2 separate regions of the Anser cygnoides genome follow, and region 2 is linked to region 1. The links are chromatin contacts, called in public Hi-C maps. All regions are on one chromosome and are shown on one strand. The core of a region is the stretch at or near the end of the contact, and the rest is flanking DNA. Distances in the headings are between cores, read along the strand shown. Region 1 overlaps GNS (glucosamine (N-acetyl)-6-sulfatase). Region 2 overlaps LEMD3 (LEM domain containing 3).

Evidence for each region. A called contact is a pair of places that touch in the nucleus more often than the background predicts.
Region 2: a contact with region 1 is called in a Hi-C map of liver, with 2.0 times the contacts expected there. The contact joins two enhancer-like sites. A contact is called at or near these places in 2 of 7 Hi-C or Micro-C datasets (both in liver).

Annotation. Positions count from the first base shown.
Region 1 is chr1:37,076,568-37,081,147 of Taihu_goose_T2T_genome, reverse strand. GNS (glucosamine (N-acetyl)-6-sulfatase) reads left to right here. Exons shown (of 14, transcript XM_066992549.1): 13 at 203-363; 14 at 1,237-4,580. The coding sequence ends at 1,312. Among named protein-coding and RNA genes, the nearest start is that of GNS, 18 kb to the left of the region's middle. Within about 2 kb of position 2,722, at least 2 of the 3 cell types and tissues checked have open chromatin away from gene starts, as enhancers often do. A contact at or near this core is called in liver, where this site is marked.
Region 2 is chr1:37,257,045-37,261,436 of Taihu_goose_T2T_genome, reverse strand. The region is part of intron 1 of LEMD3 (LEM domain containing 3); the gene reads right to left. Among named protein-coding and RNA genes, the nearest start is that of LEMD3, 6.2 kb to the right of the region's middle. Within about 2 kb of position 1,281, at least 2 of the 3 cell types and tissues checked have open chromatin away from gene starts, as enhancers often do. A contact at or near this core is called in liver, where this site is marked.

The DNA.
Region 1 (4,580 bases), core at 1,473-3,972:
TCCGTTAATGAAAAAACAGCCACCTTCTCCATGGCCTTTTCCTCTGGAATTGTAGGCTTAAGACAGGGTCCTTCAGGTGTTAAAAAGATCTGTACTGTAGCAGATGGTTTTGCACCCACCTAAAATACTCCTTTAAAAAAAAAAAAAAAACTCTAACAAAACTTTAGCTTTACATACACACTGTCCTGTCTATATTCAACAGGTGTTTGTGGAAGTATATAACTTGACTGCAGATCCACACCAGATCAACAACATTGCTAAAACAATTGATCAAGAAATTCTAGAGAAGATGAACTATCGATTAATGATGCTGCAGTCCTGTTCAGGAGCAACTTGCCGTACACCTGGAGTCTTTGATCCTGGGTAAACACTGTATCAACTCATAATACTTTTAAGTATAATAATGTACTTTAAAATATATATACGAAATTCTGCATAGAAGGTATTTATGATGAGAGAGAATATCACCAACATACATGCTTTTGTTTAATAGAAATGGCTTCTTGATGCTTATATTTCTTAAATACTTAACTTCTATTGTAATTTAACCTACAAAATATAACTTTATGGTATTAATTCTACTATTCTAATCTTGTCAGCCACTGACTTAGCATAGCTGTAAGCATACAGCTATTCTGGGTAGTCAGACACAAGTGACTTCAGACTTGCCTGCAAGCAATGAAAAGCTCTGCATATTTCCATAGGCAGGAATTTTCCAAATACTTACTTTGATTATTCCTGGAGGTACTGTTAGCAAAAAATATTTTATTGCAGGACCTAAGCTGTATGTATTAGACAGCTGTGGTAAGTAATTCTTGCTGCTTATGTCAAAATTCAGTCAGTACTCATTTGGACTGAAGCTTTTCTAAGCACTGTTTAAAATGTTCTTACAGTTGTGCCACATAAATCTGTAATTTGAGGCAGCAAATGCATCTCGTGAATGCTTAATGTTATACATACCAATATGCTGTTGGTATGTTGTATTTATTTATTTATATATATATATATATATAAATAATTTATTTATTTATATAGCTCGTATTTATTTTTCTTATCAACTCCTTAACTATGCATCGTTATAATTCAGCATACGGTAGAGACAGTCTCTCTACCTATTAGATACCAGCAGAGGAACTATTCGTGTAGCATTATATTGGACCTATTTTAGAGATCAGCTATTTCTAGAAATGACTGTTACTGTAGACTAAGTGTAACTCACGCTGTTCCTTTCTACAGGTACAGGTTTGACCCACGGCTTATGTTCAGCAATCACGGTGTTCGGGCTCGGAGGTTTTCTGCACAGTCCTTATGAAGCATTTAAGAGCCTCTTGCAATCAGCTCCCACTGACCAGTTTCTCCAGTGATTGCAGCAGGTCTGTCTCTGAAACTCTCACTGATCGCAGCTGGAAGACTTCTGATGGGCTATTCAAACCCTGTTTGGAAGAAAACCCTTGTCTTTAGCTGGTTGCCTTGTGCAATATGTATATTTTACAGCTGAACTGTAACTCTAAATCATTAGACACAGCTAACCTGTCTTGCTCAGATATTTGATTACCACCTTTGTCTTTTAAGTACCTTTTCATATCACAGGCACAGAGGTGAATCTATGGCCTACGAATCTGAACCGTTTTTGTTCTAAAAGTCAATAAATGCATATTTGAGTTGGGTTAGATAGGCAGGAGCTATTGCACAGTAATGCTCACCTATATTCAGTGTCACACACGTTCCTGAAGGCTATGTTTAATGATAGGTTTCCTGTGTTGAGCTCAAAGCTGTTAATGACAATAGCAACCTAGCCCAAAATAGCATAGGGAAGGCATTAGTCAAAACTGTAGGATCTGACTAGCAAGTATCTCTTGCAGTCTAAAATCAGTATGCAAAATATCCTCTTTCAATAAGACCACTTTAAATGAGACCAGTGAATTTTGTAGATTTGCTTTGGTAGCTTGCAAACAAGAATGTAATTTCAGCCTCCTAGTTTGAAATGCTGGAATGGGTTAATATGTACTACTGAAAAAACTTAGGGTTTAATATAGGTTTCCTAGTGTGTTAATCAAAACAGAGACTAACAAGTATTCAAATAAGCGTGCCTGTGTTTTGAGCTGTTAAATCTATTTCAGTACACGGAAAGAAGTAATACTAAAACACAGAACAGGGCACCACAGTAGAGTTGATCTCTAACCTCCAAATGTCTTGAATTGTCTAACAAGTCATTAGATTCTTGAAGGTAAATTATTTTGAGAGAAAACTAAAATCACTGTTCGCTAGAAGTTAAGGTAAGGGGGCTATTTTAGGCAGTTTAAGTTCTTTGTAGAGAGAGCTGCTTTTTGGTTGAGACATAACTACGCAATCTGCAGTAAGTGGCCTTCACATCAAAGGAGTGCACAGTAGACATCTAACTGTAGTGTGTTATCATTTGGTTTCCCTTTGGAAGGGTGGTGTTGACTTTTCAACCTTCTGATTAGGCTTATCTGAAATGCAGCTGTCACTTGTACCCAAACTTGAGTATCTTTCTGAATCTTGAGAAACACCTGAACTTGAGTTAGTGTAGAACTTCTGTATAGGTTCATTAGTGAAACACCTTCTAGAAACATTGTGTTATTTGAAACACAAGTTCAAAGTTCATGTTGCTTGTGTGCAAATCAACTGTATTATCAGGCAAAATGGTCTTTCCCTTGTCAAACAAACTGTGGCGCAACTCTAGTTTTTAGCCAGCTATTTTAGATCTTCTAAAGAGAGAGCACGGTGTTTTCAGTTTCTGTCACACAAAACCTTTTACCAAGGGGGCAAAAAATGATCAGGCAACAAGTATGACAATATCAGAACTGCGGAGATACCCTGATACAGATCCACACACAGGACAAAAACAGTGCTACAGTAAAATCATATGAGCTTTCCTTGCTTTTGATTCTGAAGCACAGAAGTTGCCTTTCATGTAGTTTAGTTGCAAACTTCTGTGATGGTAAGGTTTTACTCAAGCTTTTAAAAGCCCTACTTAGAGCTTTTATTTCAAATTCAGCTCACTGTTTCAAATCTTTAAAGTGACCAAATATTTGGAGGAAAATTACTGGAAAAAGGTAGTTTCTCAGCTGAAGCATCTGTATCAATGCTGAGATTTTTGGATACTCTCAAACTATTTGCATGCTTTCAGCTACTCAGGATGGTTTTTTTTCCTCCATTACAATTGGTAGCTTTATCCTTTTCTCTTTGTTTCTCAAGCCTTAGTATCGCCCATCAGTTTGCTTCAGACTCTGTTTTGTCTTTAAAAACAAAACCAAAGTTTTTCATGCTCAAGTATTTTCTTGTATCCTGAGCTAAACCTAAAGTTCATTTACATAGTGTTTTGCTCACATAATTTTGGCAAGTTAGACTTGGTCTTTGTTTAAACTTCATATTGGTAGCTGTGTGGAGGCTGGTACAAAATACACTGTTTATGTTAAACCCTCAATAGCTCTATCAAATCGAGGAGATCGTATGTAAAGTTTATACTTCTGTTAAGTTTCAGTGCAAGTAATGATTTCATTATGATGCTTCTGAATAGAAGAAAAATCTTTGTTGTGGGTACAAATAAATAACATACACTCACTTTTCTTAAAGTGATCTAAAGCCATAGTAAGCAAACTTTTCCTTTTGAAAGTTTTACTTTTTGGCTAATAAATGACATGAAAGTTGACAGTAGAATTGATATAGACTATTCAGCATGTGTGATGAGACAAATTATTCACAGGTTTATGCAGATAGTACAAGTGCTAATTTGGGTACGACTTTATCTGTAACTAGACTCAATAACTTTCCTTCTGCACTCAGAACCACACTATACCTGAAATCTGTTGTAGGTAATATGTCATACTATAAACTCAATTTTAGAATGAAATTAGGCCTTTCTTAACCAAAAAGAAGAGAATTAGCTATTCAAGAAAATAACTTTACTCTCACTTCTGATAGAGGCTTAAAAACATACAATGAATTGAAGGGAGAACAGGAACCAACATCTGCCTGGCTTCCGTTACTTTTGGAGGAGTTTCTTGTGACTTGTCTAGTGTTTATTTCCAGGAATTATTAATTCTAAGTATTCTAACAGTCCTGAATGAACAGTATTAATTCTTATCCCTGACAATTAAAAAAATACATATCATGAAGGAATTTTAACTTGCAGCCAGATCTAATTCCCAACCAAATGGATTTAAAGCTAAATGGTCTTCCTGGATATTCAATTTCTTATGCTATTTGATCGTAGCTGTGTCTGTACCTTGTTACGGAAGGCATTTGTGTTAAATGAAGGGGCCTTACCAGTACAGAGCTGTGTTTAAGTAAAATGTGATTTATTTTTTTTATAAGTCATTATTATCAAAAGCAGAGCTGTGAACTTCAATGATCTGATGCGGTAAAGCAGATACTATGCAGGGAGAAATACAGTTAATAACTTTGACGTTACCCTGAAACAAGAAACACATTCTGTATCATCACTTCAGCATAAATCAATACAGCTAGTACATGTTTACCCAGCACAGGCTCAGTAAATTGGACTTCTGTTTGGGGAATAAAGCTGTAATGTGGACATGCATGGAAACACACAAAAC
Region 2 (4,392 bases), core at 32-2,531, 180 kb before region 1:
GCACTGCAGCAAGTACAGCACAGTAGCAGGGAAAAGGGGACAATGACAAGGATCTTGGAGAAAAGGAGCCATTGTAACAAAGTGCAGGAGGTCAGGGCCATGGTCTCCTCATCCGTACTATTTTTCCTTATTACAAACAGTATCTCCTGATGAGGACAGACTTCTTACTCACGACATGGTATGCTCAAGTTATCCAAGAATACTTGATTCAGTGTTCCGCCTCTCCTACCAACATGTCTTCAACTCCTCGTTGAGAAACTGACTGAATGGACAAACTTCTAATGAATCCCCAAAGTTTCTAGAAAAGAATACTAGCAGCACCTCACACCACTGAAGTGCGAACCCAAAGCCTTTATTCACCTGGACAAAAACTAGAAGTACTGAGACAACGTCAAGGCAGTGTCTTATCAGCTGCACAGAGGCTATACCTGCATGGAGCCAAAGCATCCAGATTGTTTTGCAATTCATTTTCCAGGAAGAGACTGCACTCTGACATTGACTGCAAAGCCTTCATGTCATCAGTTTCACCCAAAAACTTGATGTTTTTGTTTACAACCGGGCTCATTATAAACTAGAACAAACCCTCTACACAGAAGGGACATGTTTGAAGTCACCTTCAAGTTGTGCAGTCCTTCTCCCATCTACTCTTGCATCCACCAACACACTTCCTTCCATCCTTGAATCCTTTTCTGTGTTTCTCTTAATCCAAATTCTTCAGTGGACAGAAGACATCACGGTTACTTTGATCAGAGGCAGAGTTACATCCTGTCCTCATTTATTATAATCACAGTAAAGGCTTTGTCACCTGCTCCCACAATTCTAGACCTACCAGCAGCAACAACAGAAGCCAAGAAAAGAAGAGTCAGGACAAAAATACTACTACAGAAGTTCTTAGGGAACGTGAATCCCCTGAAAATCACTTTTTCTTCTTAATGTACCTTGATTTCAGGATCCCTTACCCAATCAACTTACCCCTCTTGATCTACCACAAATCACAAAAACACAACTAATTTTACCAGAGAATGCAGTCACTTGCAGGAGTTTTAAATTCATAAGGAATAAATGCCTCATGATTACAGTGAACTTTGTGCTTCGCCACAGCACTGGACCAGCATTTTCATTAGCAAGAACTGAGGTATTTGTTTAATTTACTTGCCTAAGCTCTTTTGTTAAGTGATCAAACAACTTTTCCAAACAGCAGCTCTAGCCTGCCGTTCACATGTTCATACTATTTCTGAAGCACAAGGCTAGAAGCGTGACAGGGATCAGTTTGGTACAACTCCAGCACTCCTGCCAGCTTCGCTGGGTAAGCATCAAGCCAAAGTTTTGTAACCTAGTACTCCCACATGAAATACATGTCAACATGTATTAAATGTGCATGATTTTTTTAGAAATACAAGTGGACCCCAGCAACAGAATGACTGCAGGCATGATTATCCTCTCCTACACCAGAATACTTCAGGAAACAATGCAAAGGGGGGCTCCTACAATGCTACACTAAATTTAAGTCCTTGATTATCACGGGTTCCTCCTTAAAAGGCCTCCACCACAATCATTATTGCTCTATCTGTCCTAAGCAGAAAGAAATTTGCACTACACTTGAAGAATGCTATCAGAGTTGGCAGAGGCTCTTAACAGAAGAAATGCAAGTTTGCTTTTTGCTTTCCCACTCCTGTCTGGTCTGCAATTCTTCATAAACCATAAAAAAAGTTACAGATCTGCTGTCAGATCTGAGATCACCCTTAATTCTCTCATCAGAAACTAATTTTTCTTTTGTGAAAACTACCACGCACTGGGGGATGGAATGCAAACTTGCAATTCATTTTGATAGCTTTTGAAATCAGATCCTGACAGACCTCTTCTGCACGCCTGCTCCCCGAGCAAGCAGTCTTAGTTCTGATTTCTCATGACGTTACTCCACAAAAAGCATGGCCCACAACAGTAACATTGAAAAAATATCTTAAGAAAATCTCAAGTCTTGGCATAAGGGAAGTTCTGTGCACGGCTGCAAGCAGCAGCACTTTTAAGGTATGTCTACCAAATTAGTTCTAAATATTCTGATGGAAGCATCAAACAGCTATCTCCTTAAAACACAGACACAAAGTTGCATCATTTTTGTTTCAAATACAATTTTCATAACAATGCTTTTTACTACAAATCCACTGCAAAGGTGAATAGGCTGTTTTCTTTCCTTCAGAAAAGTTCTGAAGTTCTCAGCTAAGATGAACTATTTTGCCCTACGTAACATTTATTTGGACTTTTCTGGTATACTCTGCTACAAGTCTCGACCAAATTTGTTCCTCATTTTTAAGAGCTGTTTCTGACACACCACAAAAAATGACAGAGTTTAAAATGGTCAGCAATCTTACAGAAAGTTAACTATTCTGTTTGGTTTTTCCTCATGAAGGCAGTCCGGAGTTTTTCCTATCTACTGATCTTGATCCAGAAGTCACGAAACGCAGAAGAAAGCGAGGTCAGAAATTAGTCTTAAAGATACTCATCAAGATTTCCTTTTGTATCATCTAAAGCAGATGCTTTTATTTGCTAACTAAAGTTTACAGCAACATACAGAAAGTGAAACTGAGCTATGTGCTCATATGTCAACAGAATAAGCTGTTACATTGTCAAAGGTAAGTCAGAGTACCGCTTGCCAAGCACAGGCAGCATTAATAACCACACAACACAGGAGCCCTCCAAACACTGCCAAGAAAACTCTTCTGAGATGGTGATCTTAGAAGGCAAGAAGGGTTTTAACAGTTAGTTGTGAAATACCACACAACTTTAATGGCAATTTGCAGGCCTGTGAGCAGAATAATCCACTCCTTGTCTTTTATACAGCATGTCTAGCTTATTATCAGTGAAATTCCCTGCACAAAATTCCATACAAGTTTTAACACCTGAGAGATTTAGAAATCTAAAGAAAGGAATGTCAGTGGAAGAGAATTACTCTTAAAGTTGTGCTTTGTGTAAGCTTCCACTCGTAATATAGGTAACCACTGAAAGTTTCTCTGAATTAACATTTCAAAAGTCATAGCTAATATAGTAAAGATTATCCTAACAGTTGTTTTTGTAACAAGTAACGTGGAAAGATCAAAAATACTAGCATTGTATGCCTCTCCTCTAAGGACCTAAGACAACACACAAGAACTTCCTGAAAGTTCCAACGATCTTTTTTTACTTTTTTTTTTTTTTTGCACTGCATCAACTACTCCCCAAAGTACTGGAGCAGAAACAGTGAGAGCAACTTAATTGCCACCTATTTCAGGTCACAACCTTAAACAGCACCTGTACTAGGCGACCTAGTCTTTCAGAAAGTACACCAGACCTCAGAACAACACCTACTGATCTCAGCATCAACTTTCCGTGAGAAATAACTTCAGACCTAACTCCCAGAAGTGCCCACAGAACTTGAGGTGCTCAGAGTAATATCACAAAACAAAAACAAAGTAGGAAGAGATATCCAACTCTTTAGGTTTCAATGAACCCTAGGAAGTAGACAGAAGTCAAATTTGCCGTTTTCCTGACAAAATACTATGCTGGCTCTACAAGAAGTTGACATAATCCCATTGTATTTTGAAGGCAGGTGATGCACAACATGCTTACAGCAAGAGCCACATGAGTGAACTTACCAGTTCAAAACCTAAAGAGATCTTTCTTTTCATATACAATGCTGTCAGGGACAGCAAGCACAGTACGTGCTTACACATTAGCTGGTCTTTTATATGATCTTAGAGTCATTTATTTCAATACCTTAAAATGCTTTAGGAAAAGCCCCATAGATATTCATCTGCATTTTAGATAACGAAATGCCTAAAAAAATCTTACCTCAAGTGACCATATATAGGTTAGATATAGAAGAGTGAGCCCAATCCAAATTTGTCTTTGAACGCTGTCTATCCCCCATGCAGAAAAACTGAAGTACTTTATAGCTATTTTAGAGCTCTGAGTAAGAAAACACTTGAACACTATGCATGATGTAAATGACAATACCCTTTTGAAGTTTTCTGCTTATCACTTCTCATCTATACTACTTTACCTATCCTAAATTCAACTCTAACGCCTTGTCCTAAGCCTTTCCCATCACAAGCATCTCCTCTGCTCTCACACTACAGCCTGACAAATCTAAGTGCCAATATTAGATGCAGTTGGTGATGTTTTTCAGTGTGTCACACTCAGAAAACTACCTTATTTTGATTGAATTTCAATTTAGAAAAGGAACAATTAATACATCCAACACTAAGCTCACTGCATAGCACTTCCTACAAGAGAAAAAAAAAGCAGTTGTTTGTATCTTTGAGCTATCTTTTTCATTTTCCTCACAGTAACTGTGAGTAACTGGTAATTCTTGAGGTATGGATAGTCCCAATGCAACTGAATCCCAGACCCTTTTAC